Regions from separate parts of the Mus musculus genome. Here region 2 is linked to region 1. Evidence: chromatin contacts called from public Hi-C data. All regions are on one chromosome and are shown on one strand. Each heading gives the region's core, a stretch centred on a gene start, on an enhancer-like site or on the middle of the called end of the contact. The rest is flanking DNA. Distances are from core to core; before and after follow the strand shown.

Region 1 (5,531 bases), core at 35-2,534:
CTTCGTGCCCTTGCCATAGTTCCTATTTTAGTCTATTGTATAGTCCACCTTCTCCTTAAGCCATTGTAAATATGTGTGTATGGGTGTAACTTAGCTATAGTCTTAGAAGCCAGGTGTGAGGTCTCCATTTTAGAGAGCCTAATCTAAGCTTGAACTCAGGTAAACTAACAGGCTGGTACCTAGAACTAGTTTCCAAGTTGCCTCCCAATAAAACCTGAGCTTAGCTCCAATCTCTAGGCTAATCCCCAACAAGACCAGCTTTTCCAGGTTATACCCTCAACAAGATCAGTGTCTCCAGGTTATTCCCCCTGCAAACCTGCATCCCCAGGTTACAAGCGCACCCCCTGTCTAACAACCTCCAATACAGATGGGAACAGAAATTATGTTCATGATATGATTCCCATCATCAGCCGATAATGTTAAAGGCCACAATAGCTTTCCAATTAGATGCTTGTACACGTATTCCCTGCTTGTTGCTTACTATAAAGCCTTGCCCCAATAAACATTCAGGGGGCTCTCCCACCACCAAAACCATCCTTCATTGGGCGTTGGGGGTGAGGGGGCTGAGCTAGCTCAACTAGAATAAAGGCTCTGCTATGAGTTGCATCACATTGGCTCCTGTCAGTGTTTTGGGGGATGACTAACATTTCCCTGGCACAACAGAAACATGTGCCTTTAATCCAAGCGCCCAAAAAGCAGGGCCAGGAAGATTTCTGTGCATTTGAAACCAGCCCTTTCTACATATCATAGCTGAAATGAGCCAAGGCTGCATGATGAGACTCTGTCTCAAAGAAATAAAAAGAAAGGCTTCTCACAGAATATAGAAACATTAATCTTTGCAGCCATTAGATTTGAGACTGATCCTTAAAGATACCACCAAAATCAATAAATACAAATAAAAAATATACGCCTAATTAACGCATTGGATATGGCTAATTTAGAGAAGACTCTTAATGATCAGGAGTTTGAAGTAAGCAAGGAGTTGTGTTTTGGAAGCATGAGAAGCTAAGTCTCTTCTTAATGCTCCCAATAAAAGTAAGGAGAATACGGCATAGACATTGGCTATGCAATTTAGGATAGCAGACCCCCAAATGAACATGTTTTCCTTGGCTGATGCTTTAAGTGTCTTGGCCATGTTGGCAGTTCCCTCCTTCTTAAAGGCCAGAGATGTCAGAACTATTTAAGCCAAAACGGCTTTTGGGTTCACTCTGGCCTGAGATCAGGGTGCCAGAAGGGAAGCCTGGGGATGCCGCTGAAACTGAGAGGCATATGGACTCCTGTGCATGGGCCAACTGGACCAACCAGTTTATCTCCCCTTGGTGCCTCTACCCAGTAAATCCTGATTAACTCTGAAGCCCTCAATGAATCCCAGTTCTAGGGATTTGTTTTCGCTAAACAGGAACTCTGTCTTTTGCTTTTCTCTTTCACTCCCAGTGATGAATTTCTAATGTGCTTCTTTGTAAAACACAACCTCTGTGCTCTGTGAATTTCATTTTTCGAAATTGAGAGAAGGGAATCCAAAAAGCCTAAGACTTAGGGTGGGTTTGGTAGACATGGGATTTTCTGGGACCCCAGCAACCCCAAGCTAAACTCACCTAGAGCCAAGAAAGGGTCTACTGTTCCCAGATCACGTTGCTACTTCAGGCCAGGGAATCAAATGCAGATGAGTATAGAGACCAGCAGACTCTTGCTATTCCAACTTTTTCATCCTCCATTTGCTATAATCCTTGCCTGCAAGCAGGAGGAATGAGCATCTTCAGCCTCCTTTCTCCTTTGAGCCTCCCTTTCGCTTGGTAACAGGTCACATTTGAACAAGGCAGATTTCTTTGGGAGATCTGAACACAACTCCTTCTGTTTTCTCTTCCAGCTGCTTACGAGGCCAGGAGCTAGGAGTGTGCCTGCTCTATAGGACATTGAGTTTATGGCTAGCTAGAAAAGCCAGTGCTAGCAAATTTCCAAAGAGATCTAGCACTTTTAAGAAATTTGTAGGGTCCACGGGAATATTTTGGGACCCAGGGAAGAGTCTGAGAGAAGTATAGATCCCACCTGGGATGGAGCAATAAAGTTGTCTGGTGCTAGCTAGACAAGGCCCTGCTGGAGGGGAGGAAGCTGCAACAGCTGCAGCAGGAGTAGACTGGAGACCTTTGGCTGCTTGTTTTCTACTGTTTGCCTAAACCCACCATACCTGGGTTCCCTTGCTTCTGTTTTTGCCTTCTCTCTCCCATTGCTATGTCAGAATCAGTCTAAGGAAAATCCTAAAACTTCTGCAATGTAGCCTGCAGTGCCCCTACACTAGAAGTTCAGAAGCCCAGCAGGGAATGGAGAGTAGGACTTGTTCCATTGATGTAAGATTGTGTTCCCTATAGTCCTATATGTCCTGTAGTCTCCAATTCATGTACCTTACTGACTTAAATTTCTGCAGGTACTAAAGTTGTGCTGGCTTCACAACTTAAAAGATACTTTCTATTGCGTTCCTCTGCACCCTGATTCCTAATCCCTTTCAGATGTGGTTACTCAGTTGACTTGCCTAATATTGCTCTGAGGGCTTATGGTTAGACTCACCTATTTGGGCAAACATTGGAAGATTTGGACCAAATTCTGTCATCCTCGGGTTCAAGATCTCCCAGATGACAACTTTCTGTGTAACCCTATGCAGATGACAACTTTCTCCATAAGGTCTCCATTATGGTGCCCCAGAAAGGTGAGAGTTAACTAAAGCATTAATGACTTTGAGGCCCCAGATTTGAGTCTTCCAACACTGGAAAAACATTTAATTCTCATGTATCAGAAACAAAGGGGATGGTCTTGTGAGTTCTGACTCAAGCTCATAGGCCTGCTTAATGAACTGTTAGGTGTTTATTAGATCTTATCCACGTCTCCTGGTGTGTCAGGCCTGATATCCTGCAAGGAAAACTTCTGGCTAACTGATAATCACATCCTAAGAGACAAGTCAGCCCACCTGGAGGGGCCAGCCATTCAGTTAAGAGCTTGTTCTCTGCTAAATCTGACCAGCTTCCTCCCAGGAGAGGCAGGAGACCAAGAACACAGGTGTGTAGAAATAAATAATTTCTCCAAGTTATATGGCTTGAGAGGACCCCATTAAGCTCAGCTCACCAAGATCCCAGGAAAGCCTCATTGTTCTCAAAGACACCCAGTGTTCCCATATCATATGTAGAAGAGAAAGAAAATAGTTGTTGACAAAACATTAAAAGGAAGGAAATGTGCATCAAAGGCACTGTGCTGATGAGAGTGCAAAGACAAAAGATGTTTCTACAGCCAAGTAGATAAAGTGTCTATAGAGGCTCTCAAGGCTAGTAAATCCTCTCCAGGAAGACTCAGCACTTCATTTCACCTATGAATTGAGGTGACTATTGGTGCTAGCTAATTGGTCTTATCAGAGGGAAGTGAAGCTCTCAGTTTTCTCACAGGATACCTTTGTAAGTCGGTGTCACCATCCTCTACCTACAGTGAACTAATACCCTTCCACAGATGTGATCTCGATCACCATCTTCCCTGGTGATTGCTTTTCATTGGGGGGCCATTAAGCTGACAAGGGGCTTATTTAATTCTTAAAAGGATTGACCGAAAGAGGATTAGAAATTTGTTATCATTGAAGGGAATGCTTTAAGAAAACAGAAGGGAGTGGTCTCCTCTCAGATGTTCAATGGGGAAAATTAAGGGTCCGGTTTTTGTTTGTCTGTAGAGTTGAAACATTTTCATGGCTAATTTGCATTGGACTTTCTTGTCAGAATTTCCCTCTTGCTGCCTGCATTTCACTTCATTACCCCTTAAAACTCACTTTTCTATTCATTAACACACTCTTTCTTTAAATACATGGCTGTTTCATTCAATTCAGTTACAATTAGCCAGGAAAGCCATCCAATCTCCTAGGCAAATTTGCTTACTGATTGTTTATGCATCAATTTCAAAGTTCGTCTCTTAAGACAACCTCGTTTCCCCCCATTTCCCAAATTCTCCCTAGGCATTGCTTATTCTATATAAAAAAAAATCAAATAAACAAACAAACAACAACACTAGAATTTACCTAGGTTAGAGCACTGCTCCAACAGGCACTCAGGAACTATTGCTGATTGATTGAGAAACCTCATTAACTGAAAGCCAGGCATAACCTTCATTCCAGTTCAGCTGGCTTCTGTGTAAGGGTTTGCATTGCAATTACAGAAATGGTTTCCACTTCCCTTTGCTGTTAAAGAAACTAGCAGAATTAAGCAATCAATGGCATTACCAGAATAATGGCTGTGTCTAAAATGGAAACACTGCAATTGGTGTGTGAATCATTATCCAGCCTCTTGGGATTTACCTGAACCTATGAAACCACTTTGCTGTGAAATTTTAGAATAGAAAGAAATCTTAAGGCTGAATTGCTGCTACTGACCCACTCAGTTTCTATCTACGGAGTCGCTGTGTTAGCAGACTGATTGCTGGGGAGTCCCGTGCAGCTTTTGGCACTGGGAAACACACTCAAATTAGTATGCGCATAGGGAAACTTGGTGTGGATCCCTTAGGGCTTAATTCATCTAAAATGACCTCTGGAGGCAGCTCAACTGATCTATGTCCACAACTTTAAATAGGGAATGATCCCCAATCACCATTTCTTAGAGTAAGAAACTTTAGCTGGCAAATTGCTTCTGTATCGGCTTCCAAATAAAACCACTGAGGGTAACACAAAAAGCAAAGGTAAATTAATATTGCTATTTTAAAATAGATCCCAAGCAAATCTCATAAAATGTTTCTAGTTCCACAATTCCTCTAAGACCTCTACCAACTGCATTTGTGGTTTTAGGAATAAACAATTATTTTTAATTTATACATGTACACAATATACATTGGTTATATCAACTCCCTATTCTTTCCTTCTAACTCCCCTGCACTCCCAATACACTTCACATATCCCTCATAACTTTATGCTTTATTTGTTGGTTTGTTCATTTGTGCTTTGTTGTTGTTGTTTGTAACCCAGAAGTCCAATTAGTGCTGCTTATCCATGTGTAAGCATGGTCCTATCCACTGGACATGAACAGCTTACCAATGGCTGCTACTGAAAAACTAACTCTTACTCCCCGAATAGGTATCTACTTCTGTTATCTTCTCAGCTAGGTGTGTGGGTAATGACCCCTTTCCACTCTACATTGTAGTAGCAATTATTTAAAATCCTGTCCTGGGGTTTCAACCCTGCCTTTAGTTATCAAGTTCTTGGATGAAAGATATACCCAGCCTTTATATTTTAAATACACTGTAAGCAGCACAATAGCTGGGCAGCTACCAACCTTCCATGCTGTTAGAATCTACTTTCCTATCCATAACTCCGCATCACTACTTACTATTTACTATGTTCCATCTGGGCTGCCCTTAACCCCATTTGGCCAGCCCCCATGGCAGCATTTTTTATGGCTCAGCTATCTCATGTTGGCTTCTCTTTCCTCCTCTCCTGTACATTCTTTCTTCCTTCATGGTCCACTTCTCCAACCCCAAGCCTGAGAAACCTAAACCCAGCCTCTGTCTCTTCTGCC
Region 2 (4,815 bases), core at 919-3,418, 230 kb after region 1:
TGTGTCTCCTGTGAAAGGGCCACTCAACCCCCAAAGCGGTCACATCCCACAAGTTGAAATCCACTGTTCTAGTGGGCTCAAAGGAACCATTGCTATAGAATTCTATAGCTGCATAATACACATCGATATATTCTAATCTTACGAAGAATGGAACTATTTTATTTCTGCAGTATGCTACTCATTTAAATCAAGTCTGCAAATCTGAAAAATTCATCATTTAAAGATGACTTAAGAGGTACCAACCCAACTACAGAACTCACAGTCTCACTTCAGAAAAAAAAAAAAAAAAGACAAACAAAAAACCCCAATCAACTGTGTTTCCAAACTATTATAACCCATCTGACCTACGTGTGTAATTTAGGAATATAACTACTGAAAATCAAAGTTAATACAAAGCATAGACACGATTGGAGTTCATGTCAGCTTCTGCTGATGTGTGCACTTCTCTGTCCATGGGTTGTAAACAGACTACGTAAGTGCGCCTACTGAATAACTTTTCCAGTTGTGACCACAGGTTAATTCCACATGGGGGTTGTTTTCTTTTCTCCAAGGAGTTCTGTGAAACTGGAAGCAACCTCTCTCATAAAATTCACTCTTTTCTAGATTCTCAGAACTTATGACGGAGGTAGCATCATAAAGAAGTAATTGATAAACTCTTATTTACTTGTTAGTTAATATTCTGATCTTGGGAGGTGGTATTTGTCATAGAAGACCTGGAACCTGGGTATTAAAGGAAATATACTTTTCCTTCAAGTAAACTCTAGTGAGTCTTCCTGTAGGTGGAGGCAAACTCCAGCTGAGTGAGGAACTCGGGTGTAAGTGGGATATGCTATGATAAGGGTTTTGGCCATTTTTAATACTATTTGCCAACTGAAGCTGGTAGAATTTTGATTTCTTAAAGGTCTTCTATAAATTCAGTGTTCAAAATGATACTCAACTAATTTCTCCTGCAGATGTCATTTTTGTCACTTTCTTAGCTGGAATTAGAAAGAAAAGGATTCCTGCTACTAAAGCAACCGTTGAATCTGTAACATAACCCGGGTACCTGAAAAATATAAACAAATGTGTACATTAAAGATGGCACTAAGAACCTATGTGAGCTAAGGTATCAATTAGTTATGTTAATAATAAGTAGAAGTGATAATACAGGTCATTTACTCTGGGCAATCATAAAACATACACCTTTCCAGTAAAGTGAAGTAACTTGCAAAGACCAAGAATGCATTTCAGAATGCATGCTTAACAATTTAATACATTTCTCAGATTATCAGTACCACCTATTTGGAGGCTACTTTATCAGACCAAGAGAGCAATGTTTTTTTCAGGTCGACTTTCAGATTTGTTAACCAATTTCCTCTTTGAGATCTTGCTTTTTATTACAGTGTCAGATACTTGAGCTTGAAACAGTCGCTGGAGTTTGGCAAAGCCCCATGTAATTGATTTATAATGTCCTTCTATTGAATCTAGCGTGACCTGCTGTTGCTAGTGTCCCCTCAAACTCCTCTACAAACTGTGAAAGAAACTTGATCTGGTTTCTAGGATGAAACACCTGCTCCTGTCGAGGGTCCTAGATATACACACAAAGGAAAGCAAGAGCAACACATTGGCTGCTTTTCCCTCTATAAACTTGAGGAGATTAATTATCAGAATGGCTTATGAGATGCTCACAAATGATCTCTGTACAAATTAAGAGTAATTCAGGAACAGATGGGGCTGAGAACCGCTAGACCATTCTAGCAAAAGGACAGGTTCCCGGAAGCCTCAGCAGTTAAGAGGCACCTGGAGATTATACAAATGAAACAGACACAAGTAATTAGAATACAGCTTTAGAAGTCAGCAGTATCAACTACGTGCATCTTTGTAGCCTGAAGAAACACGGACATCATAAGGCTTGTTTTTCTATCATATCTTATTTGCCGCGAAACTACCTATATTCTTATAGTTTATGTGTACAAAATCTAAATAATCAAGGAAGTATATTATGTTTCTCAGTATGATATATGTTTTTTTAAATTTATCTTAAATATGGCTTACTTTCTTGTCTTGATGACTAAAACCCTACAATGGCATAATTATTTCTAAAAAAACCTCACCACTTCCTGTAACTATATTGTTTCGTTATTGTTCTATTTTAGTTACATTTTTTGGCTGAGTTTTTGCCAAGCTGGGCCAGGTGTCATGTAACTGGATTTTGTTTTATATGAAAAGACATATTGAAATCAGTCCAGGTTCAAACAGATGGAATGAAAACATTAGGTGGTAGCAATAAATCTTAATATATCATACCAGCTTTAGAAATTGTAACTGCCTAAAACTTGCACATACTACACACATATTTTACAGGATAGATAAAGGTATAAATGTTAAACAAACATTTTTCATAACACATTTTAAATTATAATTGTCTCACTATTTGGAGATTTGATTCATTATGGATTGGGTTATCTCACCACTATAAATTATCGAGCTTATACAAATTTTATTTGCTTGTGATTGTTTCATTTATATCTTCAAATCTGTCCTCTTTCAAGCTCCTTCCCCTTTCCTACCGCTGTCTCACAAAGCTAGCTGATATTAGAGGCACCTGCTCATAGCAAACCCTGCTTTCTCAATACAAACAAAACATATCCTGGACTATATTATCCTCCACAAGGAAGAAACATTCGATGCTGATGTACTGAAGATCCTATTGGGACTGCCTCCTAATTTTTATCAGCTATTGTCAGATTCCATCCAGTTCTCAACACATTACTACTGGGGGCAGTATTTATAATAGTAGAGGTTAGATTTTAAAGAGAAGCGAAGTTATTTTTTTTTGTTTTGTTTCTATTTTGCTCTAAATCCTATTAGAAAAAAACATAAAGTGCTAACGTTGTTTTAAACAATAGCCTCTTTTACATAAATAGATGGTGCTTTTGTTTTGGAAGCCTCAAAATGAGAACTTCTTTGCCTAACGGAATCCAGAGACTCAAGCTGTCCTTTAAAGCGTCCACCTCATGCGTTGCTTGAGGCAAGGAAGGCATAAGACGTTTGAATTCATCCCTCGAACCTTAGCTATTGGCAAGGCTCTGTGAAAACAGAGTAGTCAGGCTAGGGGAAGGTTTTTGTCTCTCTCTTCCATGAGGCCAGAATACATCTGACTCAAACAGCTTTGATTTTTTTGCTCCCAAACTGTGTGGATTCTTGCTGGGGTAAGACAGTAAGGCCAAGATGAAAATCTTCTGGGTTTTGGGGTTCGGGGGAGGTGATAGGGGATTTTCGGAGGGGAAACTAGGAAAGGGGATAACATTTGAAATGTAAATAAAGAAAATATCTAATAAAAAAAAACAGAGCATATCCATCAAAAATAGACTGAGGACACAAATCTCAAAACTAAATTTTATTAACACACAGGATGTACTACAAATTTCACATGACTCAGTAACGCCTGCTGGAGCCTTACCTCTGCCTTCCAGCCTTCACTTCAAACTCATCTTACCACTTAGTCAGCTCAGCTGTATCTATGAAATGGTGGTAGCGTTAATTCTGTAGGAAACTACTGAAAAATGCATGTGATGGAAAGAAAAAAATAAATAAATAAAACTTGAGCCCAATAAACAATCTTCGGGAGACATAAAAGTGGAAAAAATCACAGAGTGTGAGTCAATATATGTCAGATTAAGAAGACACCGCATACTATATATTTCACACACTAAAGATTTATTTACCACCTTTCCTAGGAAAAAAGACCCAGTATTCTATATTCTAGTGTAATTTCCATCTTCCAGGTAATGGAAGCGAGGCTTGCCCAGAACAAACAGAAGGTTCAGGAACACAGCCTGTGTGACTCTCACACTGTGGTCCTAGCCAGCTTAGTTGGTGCAGCTGAATGTCTAACTTTGTCTGAAGGGAAAAGCCCCCAGGTACAGCGGATCCTGATCTTTATGCAGGGCGTGATGGCTATCCTTTTTGATTCTTAACGTCATCTCCTTAAAAACCTCCGTAAAAATATTTTTTTAAAGAAATGAATCAAGCATCTCGTGCAGTTTCTCAAGGCTGCAGGAAGTATTTAGAGGGACACAAGGTGGAACAGAGAGGGCTCGAAGACCTCCATACGAATACTCACTCTGAAAACAGGACCGACCAACCAGTGACAAAGCCTGGGTCCCGACTGAACCAGAGCAAGGCCATTACAATGAAGATCACCAAGGTCACGATTTCTTGATACCTGTGGAAGAAACCGCTGCTGTCGTTTCTTAGTTTTCAAAATTTTGAGAAAACTGGGCTATTGACAAGCTAGTCTGAACAGTCCGTGGCCCTTGTGGGACCTCAGAGTGCTCTTACAGAGGTCGCTTTCTCCTTCTCAGCGTTTCCACCTAGCACATTTTAGTAGGGCAATGGTGTGTTCTTCAGTATGGTAACAAGTAGTCACTGAGCTGTGTGGGTTTGTGGTCTTAGCAACTTTCTTTGCTGGCAAGCGCTTGATAATTGGCTTTAAAATAACTGGTGTGTGTGTGTGTGTGTGTGTGTGTGTCTGTGTGTGTGTGTGTGTATGTGTGTGTGTGTGTCTGTGCGTGTGTGTCTGTGTGTATGTGTGTGTCTGTGTGTGTGTGTCTGTGTGTCTGTGTATCTATGTGTCTGTGTATCTGTGTGTGTGTCTGTGTGTGTGTGTGATGTGAGTGGTGAGTGTGTGTATGTGTGTCTGTGTGTACTCATGCGTATATTACCTCATTGGCCCAAGTTTTTCATATTCTTGTTTGATCACCTTTGCACAAGCTTTTTCTTTGAGTGTTTTGGTTTTGCCACACTTGAACATCTTAAAGCTGAAAGAGACAA

Evidence for each region. Hi-C and Micro-C count contacts between places; a contact is called where the count stands out from the background.
Region 2: a Hi-C map of cerebellar granule neurons shows a contact between it and region 1, with 2.9 times the contacts expected there. The contact joins two enhancer-like sites. A contact is called at or near these places in 5 of 484 Hi-C or Micro-C datasets (brain, cerebellar granule neurons and cerebellum).

The regions. Positions count from the first base shown.
Region 1 is chr6:23,872,792-23,878,322 of GRCm38.p6, forward strand. No RefSeq gene overlaps it. Among named protein-coding and RNA genes, the nearest start is that of Cadps2, 36 kb to the left of the region's middle. Within about 2 kb of position 1,285, at least 5 of the 459 cell types and tissues checked have an H3K27ac peak or open chromatin away from gene starts, as enhancers often do. A contact at or near this core is called in cerebellar granule neurons and cerebellum, where this site is marked.
Region 2 is chr6:24,099,308-24,104,122 of GRCm38.p6, forward strand. It overlaps Slc13a1 (solute carrier family 13 (sodium/sulfate symporters), member 1), which reads right to left. Exons shown (of 15, transcript NM_019481.2): 9 at 4,707-4,802; 10 at 4,106-4,207; 11 at 939-1,045. Among named protein-coding and RNA genes, the nearest start is that of Slc13a1, 66 kb to the right of the region's middle. Within about 2 kb of position 2,169, at least 2 of the 459 cell types and tissues checked have an H3K27ac peak or open chromatin away from gene starts, as enhancers often do. A contact at or near this core is called in cerebellar granule neurons and cerebellum, where this site is marked.